Regions from separate parts of the Arachis hypogaea genome. Here region 1 is linked to region 2. A link is a contact called in public Hi-C data. All regions are on one chromosome and are shown on one strand. Each heading gives the region's core, a stretch centred on a gene start, on an enhancer-like site or on the middle of the called end of the contact. The rest is flanking DNA. Distances are from core to core; before and after follow the strand shown. Region 1 has its middle 18 kb from the start of LOC140184476. Region 2 holds the start of LOC112797296 (kinesin-like protein KIN-UB).

The links. Hi-C and Micro-C count contacts between places; a contact is called where the count stands out from the background.
Region 1: a Hi-C map of an unstated tissue shows a contact between it and region 2, with 4 times the contacts expected there. The contact joins the enhancer-like site here to the promoter of LOC112797296 in region 2. A contact is called at or near these places in 4 of 8 Hi-C or Micro-C datasets (leaf and an unstated tissue).

Annotation. Positions count from the first base shown.
Region 1 is chr4:112,066,833-112,073,448 of arahy.Tifrunner.gnm2.J5K5, reverse strand. It overlaps the pseudogene LOC112797298. Among protein-coding and RNA genes, the nearest start is that of LOC140184476, 18 kb to the left of the region's middle. Within about 2 kb of position 3,133, at least 3 of the 3 cell types and tissues checked have open chromatin away from gene starts, as enhancers often do.
Region 2 is chr4:112,024,758-112,031,127 of arahy.Tifrunner.gnm2.J5K5, reverse strand. LOC112797296 (kinesin-like protein KIN-UB) reads left to right here and starts at 4,341. Exons shown (of 19, transcript XM_025840149.3): 1 at 4,341-4,749; 2 at 6,265-6,365. The coding sequence starts at 4,602.

The sequences.
Region 1 (6,616 bases), core at 1,884-4,383, 44 kb before region 2:
GAGTAAGAGAAGAGGCCACAGATGGAGGCATTTGATTTAGGCAGTGAAAATCATGTTGACACACACCACTGTATTCTGCTGTTGATCTTATCTCCAATGGGAAGAGTTCTCTAAGAACCAACCATTCAAGTGGACCCTAAAATCTTTCATAAGTCAACGCAAATAAGAATATCACAGTAACAAGAAAGTAAGTCAATTACTTTCTTGTTATTTTGATATTCCTATTTGTGCTGGTTTTTGGAAGATCTTGGAATCCACTAGGATAGTTATGAAAAAAGTGTGCCGAAAATTTAATATTTGCTTTTCTCCAATTTCAAAACTTCTAGCAAAATCTAACTGTTGCGTAATTATAAAATAGATACTGAGGAGTATAGAACCTCTAATTTGAGGGAATTTGGATACTCTAAATTTTAGATTTTTATTTTAGAGGATAAAATTAAATCTTTTATCATTGAATGTTTTATCTCTCATGTTTTTTCTTGGTCTTACTTATGACATAAATGGTGATAGATTTAACTTTATCTTCTAAAGTGAATTTTAAAATTTAGAGGATCCAAATCCAACCTGAGGTGTTAACTCCTCTATATAGGAGCAGTACTCTTTAAAGAATAAATTGATTGTTGATGATACCAGAGGTATAAATCTCGAACGCTAGGTGTTAACTCCCGAAACAACCAGTATATTAGTGAAAAGATTAATGTCATTGTGGATGATATCTTTTTCCACCACTTTTGTGAGTATTTCATGGTTCCAGACTTCCAATAACCTTCAAAAACAATAACTAAATTATTAATGTAATTAATGGTTTGCAATAATAATTTTTTTTGTTATAAATAAGGGTGTATAGATAAAATTTGAAAAAGACAGATAAATATTTAAATAAAAAGAAAATATATTTATAAAAAAATAATTTACAGATATTTGTTTTTTATAAAAAAATTTAAATTTTTTAATAATTTAATACTAAAGCTTTTTTTTGATAATTAAATCTCTGTAACGATTCTTTAGAATAATTTTTTAAATAATATTGAGATATCTTATATATATTTTTATCATCTAATTGAATAAAATACAATAATCAACTTTTTTTTAGATAAAATACAAGTGATATAATATTTAAAAAAAAAACCAATTTACATGGTTGTGGGGGGTTCCAGTACGTTGCATTTTCAAATTAGCAGATTGCTGGAAAAAAAATAAAGAAAAAGTTAGTTTACACTAAAAAAAAAAAAATTCTATAGTGCAGATAATGAAAGTAGGACGTGATGCCTATGCTATGTGTTTAGCTGTTAGTGTGATGTGTGTATGGAGACTAGTGACTCGTAAATTGTTGTTTTCAATTTGGCTATGGAGCTACTTTAATATTCGTGTTTCGGTTTGAAAAAAAAAATGTATCACATTTTTTTTTTATTTTTGTGTTTTAAATAAGTAAAAAAAAGAATTTTTATTTTAATTATTTTAAATTTTTACATTGTTATTAAATTTTAAGTTTATAAAATATTGAAAATGAAAATAAAATACGTTTTCTTCAACCAAAAAATTCTTAATTCTTGTATAAAATTGTTATTTTTCGTTCTTCAATAAATCATTTGAGGAAGTGAAAGGATTAGTTTGTCTAAAACAAAAAAACAAAAAGGAATATTAGTTTAGTTTAGAGGACTATTTCTAGCATATATATATATATAATAAGTGACAAATTGATGGTTTTGAGGTTTTTTAAAGAAAATAAATAAAAGATTTGATTTGATTAGAGGACTATTTCTAGCATATATATATAAAATAAGTGACAAATTGATGGTTTTGAGGTTTTTTAAAGAAAATAAATAGATTTGATTTGAAAATCTTAATCTTAATTAATATTTTGTCCATATGAACATGGTTCTGTAAAATTGAAAACATATCAATAAGGCAAAAATTCAGAAGTTTAGTTGTTTAATTAATTCAAGAGTAAAGTATTGTTTTTGTCCCCGACGTTTGGGGGTAAATCTCAAAATTGTTCCTAACGTTTCAATCGTCCTATTTACGTCCCTAACGTTTTAAAATTGACTCAATGTTGTCCTGCCGTTAGGGATCCGTTAATAAAATTAACGGGGGGACAAAATTGAGACGATTTTGAAACGTTAGGAACGTAAATAGGACTAAAACGTTAGGGACAAAAACGATACATAGAAATAAATTTTAATTTTATTCTTCAATAATATCAATTTGTTACTGTACATAGTATTCAATTATTTTTAATCATATTTACACTTAATCACCTTATTTTCATTCTAAATAAATTTATTTTTTTAATTTTACACTTAAAGTAATGTATTTTTTATAAATAAATAAATTTTACACTTTTATTCTAAATAAATAATGTAATGTGATTAGAATGAAAGTGTAAAACTATAAAAAAAAAATATAAGTAATGTGATTAAGTAATGAAAGTAAAATTACATTATTTATTTAGAATGAAAGTATAAAATTTATTTATTTATAAAAAAATTATATTACTTTAAGCGTAAAATTATAAAAAAATTAATTTATTTAGAATGAAAATAAGGTGATTAAGTGTAAATATGATTAAAAATAATTGAATACTATGTATAATAAAAAATTGATATTATTGAAGAATAAAATTAAAATTTATTTCTATGTACTCGTTTTTGTCCCTAACGTTTTAGTCATATTTACGTCCCTAACGTTTCAAAATCGTCTCAATTTTGTCCCGCCGTTAATTTTATTAATGGATCCCTAACGGCAGGACAACATTGAGTCAATTTTAAGACATTAGAGACGTAAATAGGACGATTGAAACATTAGGAACAATTTTGAGATTTACCCAAACGTTGGGACAAAAATAATACTTTACTTTTAATTCAATTAGAGGCAAATAATATGAGAATATAAAAAAAAAATTGGGTAAACTGATGGGGCCGTAGCCCAAAATAAAAGAAAAACTAACTAGTCACAAATAATGGAACACGCACAATAGTTTAAACAAGCAATCTAAAAAAATATTTAAAAAGAATAAAAAACTGGGCCAGTACAAAAAGAAATGTGTCATGCCCAAAAGAAAAGGAAGCCGTTATAGAAACGTCCCTTCTCGAAGAGCAAGTTCTTTTTTTCTTTTTGGTCAGGTGAAGAGCAAGTTCAAACGCAGCCTGAAGCTGAATCGAGTGAAGCTTTGTATTGTTTGGGTTAGGGCCTAGCTAAGGGCCCGTTGTCCTGACCAAAAAAAAGAAAGAAAACCTCCCTTCTCTGAAAAATTTCCCTCAGCGCTCACGGTTCCGATCACCGCGCCGGGTTGCTGAGGAGAGGAAGCCGCATCGTAGCATGGTAAATCCAGCCTCTCTCTCGCGCGCGCGCAAAAGGATGGGGAACATGGGTTCTCTGTTCTGGTCCTGGGTTGCCCAAGACCCTCCCCCCTCCCAAAAAAAAGAAAAATAAATAAAGAAGAAAAGGAAATCAGAGGAAATTAGTGACATACCATAGTGGCTAATTTTTTTGGATATGTAAATTCTGTGTGTGTTGTGTATGGGTATGGAGGTGGATAGGGGTGTCAATATGTACCCTACCTGCGAATACCCAATTCGATCCCATCCGGTTGGGTAGGGTTGCCAACCCGATCCGCAGCGAGTAGAGTAGGGTGCGGGTAGGATTTTTATGTGGGTCGGATAGGGTGCGGGTTGAGCTTCAATCCTATCCGACCAACCCGCACCCTATATATGTATATATTATATACTTATATAAAAATATGTTTCAAGTGGATGTTGAACTAAAGATCTCTCACTAAATGAAAAAAATCCTTAGCTACTAAAAGAAGATTATTAATTGATAATTTAATATTTTTTTACATAAAAATCAATTCTATTTTAAATTATTATCAAGTTATATAATAATGTTACATTTTTTTTATAACCCGCGGGTAGGGTCGGGTACCCGCGGGTTGAGAATGGATAGGGTTAAGGTTGAGATATTCTCAACCCGCAGGTAGAGTAGGGTTAAGTTTATATGAAATTTTCAACCCGTGGGTAGGGTTAGGATTGGCTCCAAACTCTACCATACCCTACCCATTGCCACCCTTAGAGGTGGGTGGTGCTAGACATGAATGTGGGATAATTTTTTCTCAACCATAAAGTGAAGAAATCGGATTGTCCGATTTCTTTATTAAAAAAAATTTGAACACAAATCGAATGTATGAGGAAAAATCGGAGGATCCGATTTGTACTTTTTAAAAAATTTATTTTGAAAACAAAAATCGAATGGTCCGATTTTAATATTAAATTTTTTTAATTGTTTAAAATACAAATCCGACGGTCCGATTTGTGTAATGTAATTTTTTTAAATTTTTTAAACACAAATCAGACGATCCGATTTGCTCTTGACACCACAACTGCGTAAAACACTCATACACTCCATAACTGTGTCCTACATTATTTCTCCTTCCATATCTAAATTAAAAAGTGTATCATGGTTGTTGGTGTTATTGATTTAAGTTGAGGAATATGTGTGGCCCTGTATATATATACACAATTGTGTTGCGATCACACTGATCATGTTTACCCAGTTGATGTCTCTTTCAATTTTCATAAATGGCTACCACAATGCCAAAGTTGTCCTATATTCAAAATCATGTAATATTGAAACCAAATCTTACAAAGGAATAATGTAGAATTTTTCCCGTGAAAGTAGCTAAGAAGGCGGTACAATAAAATTAATGCAACTAGGCTTTGTTTTAGTTGGGTAAAGTATATTCAAATTCTTGTGGTCTTGAAAAAAAATTATAAAATAAAATAGTAAATTATATAAATATTCTCATCATCTTCTTCTTCTTCCATCTTCTTTTTTTTCTCACATCTTTTTCTCCGTAGTCACTGCTGCCATCACCGTTTCTGTTGTATCTATCTTCATGATGGTCCCGCCTCTGTATCCACCGCCGCCGCCACGGCTAAATTCGCCACCACATATCCACCGCGGCCTCCGCTTCTGAAGCCACCACCTCCGCCACCTCCACGGGATTGAGTCTCGTTGACAGTGATGTTACAACCGTTAAGGTTGGAGCCGTTCATGCCATCAATCGCATCCCTCATGGCTTGCTCAAAAACAAATGTCACAAATCTGAAATCTCTAGATCTTCCAGTTTCGCGATCGTTAATAACTTGAACACAACCACGAGAATTCACATCAGATCTGAGTAAGAACAAAGATAATTAACAAATTCGAGAACCGAATAGAAATTGATCTATGTAACAAGAATAACACAGAGATCAAGTAATGAAAAACAGATCACAAAACACATATCACAGATCAGATGGATAGCGGTAACAAATCCAAATCCGAATCGGTGTTCAGATCCCGATCGATGATGCCTGCAATAAACGGTCCTTCGATTCAACGATTTCTCCGTAGACAGAGAAAGCTTTCTCTAGAGCTTCGTTATCGGTGGCCCATGCAAGCCCACCAACGAAGCACCGGAACTCAACATCTGCGGCAGCCATTGAAATATCTAGATAACGACGACGGCGGTTCGGTGATGGCAAGATGCAGATGAACGACGGTGAGGATGGCACATGCAGAGACAGCCCAAGAAGATGACGACAACGGCGGCTCTTCATGGCGGTCGTGCTCCTGTTTTTAGCGATGCTACCGGCAAGAGAGGATGATGGAAAAAAGATGAAAAATAAGGACAATCAAAAATATAATTTTTAAATAGAAGTATTTGTAAAAATATTTAAACATATATATAATTATTATATTATTAATAAAAGTTTTAAATCTAAGCTATTGATTCAAAAATTCAATGGCTATGATTTATAGAGAATATTGGACCATAAAAATTTTGAAAATACTTTTTCCACCGAAAAAAGCTCCAATGCAACTAAGGTAATGTTCATAACTAAGGTAATATTCTCTCCCGTTTTTTAAAATGTATTTGGGCGAAGTCTTCTTGTCGTGACTAATTAACAGTATTGGTGTTAATACTACTTGTGAATAAATATAGTTTTATGATATTAAGTTTTTAATAAGATGAATAAGTAAAAGTTTCTTTACTCTTAAATTAAAATAATAATCTAATATGATAAAAATTACAAATTCTAATGATAATTTAATTTTTATTTTATTTTTTTCCAACTTTAAGTATCCTCAACATTTTTCATTTATCTTTATTGATTTTTTATTAGTAGTTTTCTGTTGTAACAACTAAATCAAGTTTACTCTATTTTCCTAATAAATAATGCAACTTCATATTTATTTATTTTTGCGGGTTAACAATAAAATTAATCTTCATAACTTTTTTGTATGTATGTTTAGAGTTTTCTCCCGTTTTTTTAAATGTTTGGGTGGTCACTTCTTGTATTAGTGTTAGAGTGTTAATACTACTTGTGAATAAGTATACTTTTATGATAGGAAGAGATTTCGATAAAAATGGTTAAAACGTCTTTTTTATAAAGATATTTATTATTAATTAAAATTTAATACATATAATTAATTAAACTATATTATATTTGTCAAAATTAGATAAGACAAATTGATTTGGCTAAAAAATCGGTAAACTAAATCTTAAACCGATTTAAATTAATATTCTTTTTTATAGAAAATGACTACAATAACCTTATTATAGAAAATGACT
Region 2 (6,370 bases), core at 3,092-5,591:
TTAAATCTCAAATTTTCTAAACAAATATAAAATCCAAACAATCAAACAGAAGCCAAAATCAAACTTGGCAAACTATAAATAGTCATTATCATCCTAAAAGGTTGGTAAAACAAAGTTTAAGATAAAAACTACAAAGTCATACATCATGATCTAAATTATCATCCCCCTCCTCCACTGCTTCTTCATCTTCAACTAAGGATCTGTCACGGACTATCTTCCCAGGATCCATTTGAGACAGATCTTTGTCTGGTACTAAGAACTTAGCCTTCAGAACAACGCGCTCAAAACCCTCCACGAAAGCATCCAAGATTTCAGCTTGTTTTCCCTTCTCCAAATCCTTCATCTTCACTATTACTAGATAGGTTAGCATCTATTTTCTTCAACAACTCGGACTTCTTCTCATAGTTATCCTTCACAACTTTCAACTTTTTCTCTTTCTCAACTAACTTTGCCTCAAGCTCGACAATCAAATTCTTCTTCGAGTTTAACTCTTCACTCAGTCTACTTGACTCCTCAGATAAGCCCAACAACTTCTTATGCTTAATTTCTTGACTATGACCCAAACTAGCCATCCGCAAAACGACCATCTAAAAAAAATCGATCAACATAGCGACAAAAAATACATACAACAAACCACAAACCAATACCTGCATAAACTGGTCGATAGCTAGGGGTGAGCACGGGTAGCGGGTACCCGATTACCCGTCTGAACCCGAACCAAACCAATGACTTTTGTTAGTGATGTGGTTCGGGTACCGATTTTGGGGGTGCGGAGCCCGAACCAACCCATGAACCCGATTATATGTTAATTAAATAAAAATAAATAAATATATATATGACTTTTCCATTAGACAATGATTATTCATTATTAATATATTTGGATTTTAGTGAGCTTAGTTTTTAATGTATTTGGTGTTTAACATGTTTGGATTATTTCTATTGATGTTACATGTTTATTGTACTTGTTGAATTTTCAAGATAAAAATTTAGTTTTTTTAGGTTTAATTACTCTGTTGGTCCCTATAGTTTTACAAAATTTTCAATTAGGTCCCTATACTTTTTTTCCTTTTAATTGAATCATTGCACCAATTTTTTTTAATTGGGTCCCTATACTTTTTTTTCCTTTTATTTAGGTCCCTATACCAATTCTTTTTTTTTTTAGTTGGGTCCCTATAAAATTAAGCCAATTACTACTAAGAATGACTTAATTGAAAAAAAATTTAGTGTAGGGACTCAATTAAAAAGAAAAAAAGTATAGGGACCTAATTGAAAATTTCACAAAACTATAAGAACTAACAGAGTAATTAAATCTTTTTTTTATGAATTTGAAAGTCATCGGGTACCCAATTACTCGAACCGAACCAATCCGTTCTTAATCGGTTTGATTTGGTTCGGATACATGTACAAAAAAATGCAAATCCGAACCAAACCAAACCAATTATATTTTGATCGGTTCGGTTCTAATTTTACCATAAACACGAATCAAACCGACCCGTGCTCACCCTTACTGATAGCTATGTCCCCAACCTTTTAAGCCAAAACCTTATCCACTGATGACTGACCAAATTCATCCGCAATGACCATATATGAAAAATCCTTACCCCAAAGTGAGGACTCATCTGCCTCCTCAGCAAAACCATGTAACCTCTTTTGATCCACAAAAGAGATGAGCTCTTCAAGAGGTATCTCCCTTCCTCTCTCATAAACACCTTTAGAGCCATCAAGATCAACAACATCAGACTTTCTCTTCTTTAAGATAACTTTTCTTCGTCCATGCCAAGGATGATTCACCTCACCCTCAACACCGATTTTCTTTGGTTTGGAGGATGAATCTTCTTTTTCTAAGTTTTTTACTTTTAAAGCGAGTCCTAAAGCTTGTAGTAGACACTCCTGGATACTTCTCACCTGTTTAAACACATAAAGGAAAATTAGACGAAAACCACACAAACATCTCTCCCTTGTATCGACAACAATTCAACAAAATCTTATCCAAATATTCAAATACAAATTGCTTATTATCCTCCCAAGGAAGCAAGTCAAACACTGATATCAAGTTCGTCTTATTCACAACTTCTACAAAAATTTAATTATGCACTCATTTCTCGCACTAATCCCCTCAGGATCAAGAATATGTTGGGGCTGAGAGGACCAAAATAGAGAAAAAATTTTAGCGAGATTTTCATCCTAATAAAAGGGAAACAAATCCTCGACACTCTTCACCTTTAAAAACATTTCTTTGAAGTCTTTGAAGGAAGACTTATACAGTTTAAAAATAGAAAATCCAGGAGTACTGTTTAAATTAACCCAACCACCTTTCCAAATTCTTTTTGCTTGAAACAGCGAAAAGAACAATTCCAAAGAAGGTTTGAACTCTAAAAAATCAAGCAGAATTTCAAAACATCGCAGGAACGCCCGTCCATTAGGATGAAGCTGTGATGGTGCACAGTTCAACTGTTTGAGAACAGAACATTTAAATTCAGTAAATGGAAGTTTTACATCCAATTCTTCAAAAACACAACTATGCATGAAAAAAAACTCAAAATCACTCCTCCTATGAAACACGCGATCAGCTCTAGAACATGGCAGTAACTCGACACGAACTCCAGAACCCACCCTAACAATTTTACCCACATCTATCTCACTCACACTGTCTTTATCTACAAACAGCGACCACCATACCTTTACATCATCACTAACCCACTCATACGTACCATCTTCTACTAACGGTTGATCCTTTTCACCTTTTTATTACCCATTTCTAAAACACAAGAGATGCGGAGAAAGAAAGCGACACAGAAAAGACAGTAAAAAGGGCGTACCTCTTTTGTTCATATCTTTATCAATCCTCTTTCCAACACGTTTTGATAGGAGAGGAAACGAAATCTATGTCAACTATTTGAATTCCAAATTTAATTCAACATGCAAATTAAAAAACTGTTTGAGTTCCAACCCAAAGCCCCAACCGTCAGATCCAATAAAAGCAGACAGCTCAAATATCATTGGTAAGTGCAAAGGTAAAGTACAACTGTTCAAAGATATCATTAATTCTATCTCAGTCTTTATTTAATTAAACAATTATTTATTAAACTTTTTTTTATTTTGATAAAGTATGTTGAACTGGGGACTTCATACCTATTATATTTGCCGAATTTTAGCTCAACCTGTTTTATCAAAATGACAACATACCAAACTTGGGAACTATGATATGACCGTTACAACCCAATCAAAATAGTCATAAATCGGCTTTACACGTTATAACTCGGCCCAGACGTTACAATTCATTCGAACGCTATAAATTAGCTTTATACAAAAACGTACACTTTGCATTTTTATATGATATTATTACTCTTCAATGAAAATAATTACAAAAAACATAATTGTTAGTGTCTAATTTCACATATAAAAAATAATACGTTATATCTTCAAAATTTATACACACTAAATACATAATACTAACTTAAGTATCGAAATACTTTTTGCAAGTATACTTCTTTTTTTCATTCTTTGTGCAACGTAATATATATCTCCTAGACAAAAAATTCGGACATTCAAACCACCAGTTAGGAATTAAAAATAACAGTTCGATACCAACTGCTAAGAACCGAATAACATCCTGTTTAGTCAGACAAGAACATAAGACATACCCGACTCATTAATTCGCAAATCACAAGTTTAGATGGACCGAATGTAAAGAGATCGGACTAACCCGATTCACAGCTTAACAAGGTTAATTAATGAGAGATCCTACTCTAAAATTCATTTCGTTAATCGTTATCCTTGATGATAAATTTTTAAAATACAAAAGAAATACAAATTATACGGTACCTACCACATAGTGTTATAAACTTCAATACAGCATACACGGTATAGCACACGGTCAATTTGAAGACAAGACACGATCCAATAATCGAATGACACATAAGCAAGATTAATCACCTTCGAACATGCACGGATTTGGGAGAAACCACCCAATTTTAAATCATTAATCCAACTTCAGTGCTTATGCTTTAATTAGAGGAGTTCAATGTGTTTACGAGTTCTTACCGTACTTGTTTGGATAACTTGCTTGTTAACTCAACAAATCTACTCAAAATAATTTTTTCTCTCAAAAAAGTACCCACGTTTTCACAGCTACAAGTCGACAAGAGTACAATATGAGTTTAATAGCTTTACGATCATACGATGTGCTCAGCTCTTATTTCTTATGCTACACCCTCCATTACACAATACCCATCCAGCCATCCCTCTTACTAACTAAAATTATTTTCCAATCCAATGATGGCAATAGTCAAAGACCACGAATGGTCCCTAAATGAAAGATCCATTGTAAACAACACCCCGATTGAGTTTCAGGTTAAAATATTTTCCTCACTCTCACGGTCTCACCCTAAGCTGAAAGCTTCTTTATTTTCTTTATTCTTCTCCAATTCACAGTACTTAAAGGGTCCCACTCACAACTCTTTTGGGTCCCACCCGTCACGGTCCCTTCTCCCATTACTGAGTCGCACCCACGCATAATTCCCACCTTCTTTTTCTTCTTCTTCTTTTATTTCCCAAAACGCAGAAAACTCAGTTGCCGTTTTCTGCCGTCAATCAAATCAATGGCTTCCAGCAACATTCATCGAAACGGCACCCAGAGAGGAATCATTAGCAACAAGTTCGATCGCCCTCTCAAGCCCCGCCACCGCCCTCCCTCTCCGGGATCCACTTTCCGCCGTAACTCCTCCGCCCCCCGCAACGCCGACGCCGGTCAGTCCCCTCAACCATCTCCTTCTAGAGAGAGAGAGAGAGAGAGAGAGGGAGAGAATGTAAGTCTAAGTAGTAGCATTTGTCAGTTGGACTCAAATAATGAAGCACACCACTTCTCACTCTTCATTATGACTCTTTCTTTTTTGTGATCTATGATGCAATTATGACTGGTTAGTTTTGTATGATTATGTGTTTATGTGGTGGTATTGGTTGGTGGTGGTTGTTGCAATTTTTATATGTATTTTTTGGCTGTTAGAATTGTGAATAGAAAGAAAGCGCCATAACAATTGTGATATATAGGAGTAGGACTAGTCATGTGTGTGGAAAGAAAATAATGAGATGCATGTTGCACATTGCTTTTTTATTTAAACCCCGTTTTCTCTTTCATTTAGTTTAGTTTAGATCTGGAGTTTTGGAATGTGTGGTGTTATTAGAGCCCCAGATGATGATATCGGTCATCAATATGTGTAGCTTTTGGTGGTTTCTGGTTCTAAGCAAGGCTTTCAATTTAAGCACAATGGGGAGGGCAATAATTTTGAAGGAGTAGTGTGAAATTATTTTCTTTTCCTTTCAATTTAAAGCATTTGGTTTGGGTACTTCCTTTGTTTTTATGATGCTATCAGTTCATGCCTAAGAGCTTGGTCTGAGGTTGTTTTATTAATCACCCTTGTTAATGTGTGTCTTGTTTATTTCTGTAATCTTACTCTCCCCATATCTTACATCCTTCCGTATAACGAGAATCAAAGTTTTCAATAATTGAGTTTGTATGGTAGTTAGCAGATACTTTATGAAGTGTAAAATTATGTATTTTGCTTGTACATTTTCATTTATTATGGGAAGCGACTTAGGATGTTGGTTGATGAAATGCATCTTTTGAACCGAAAATAGAGTATAAGGAAATGATCAGTTTGAAATGTTAAAATGCCAATGATTTTTGACGTAGTTATATCCAGATTATATATATATATATATATATATATATATATATATATATATATATTCATGAACAGCTTAGGTTCAAAGTTGTGTTTGTTGGGAATGTGTGAAGGGACTTACTCAGGAAGAACTTGCTAGAAGAGCAATCCATCCATATTTATTTTGGACCAACTATGATTTACGACCTCCTGGTGATGAGGAGATGCCATTCCTAAAGTCCAGGTTAATTTGATAGTTCAGGATTGAGTCTTTTAAAATTTAAATGGGGTTCCAACTGTAACAACCAAATCTATATGGGGCTCATACATGCTCCTGTGTCATTGCCTTTCAACTGCAAGTTTGAAACTTGACAAAGGGGGAACTTCGGGCTGCATAAGATTTTAGTATAAATTATGCTGAAAAGGATACTGAACAGATAAAGAAAGAGGAAGGAATAGACTTATAGGGCCTCCAACTGGCCAATATATCTAGAGATACTAGATATACAGGGTCTAGACTTTTAGTTTTCTTGCACGTCCCTCATACTGAAGTCATGATTTTATTTTGAATGGAAGCCAATTCCAAAGTTTTTATGTACAGTGCCTGGAAGAGTTCGAGTGGCAGTGAGATTGAGACCTCGAAATGCTGAAGAAATGATAGCAGATGCTGATTTTGCTGACTGTGTCGAACTGCAACCAGAGGTGCA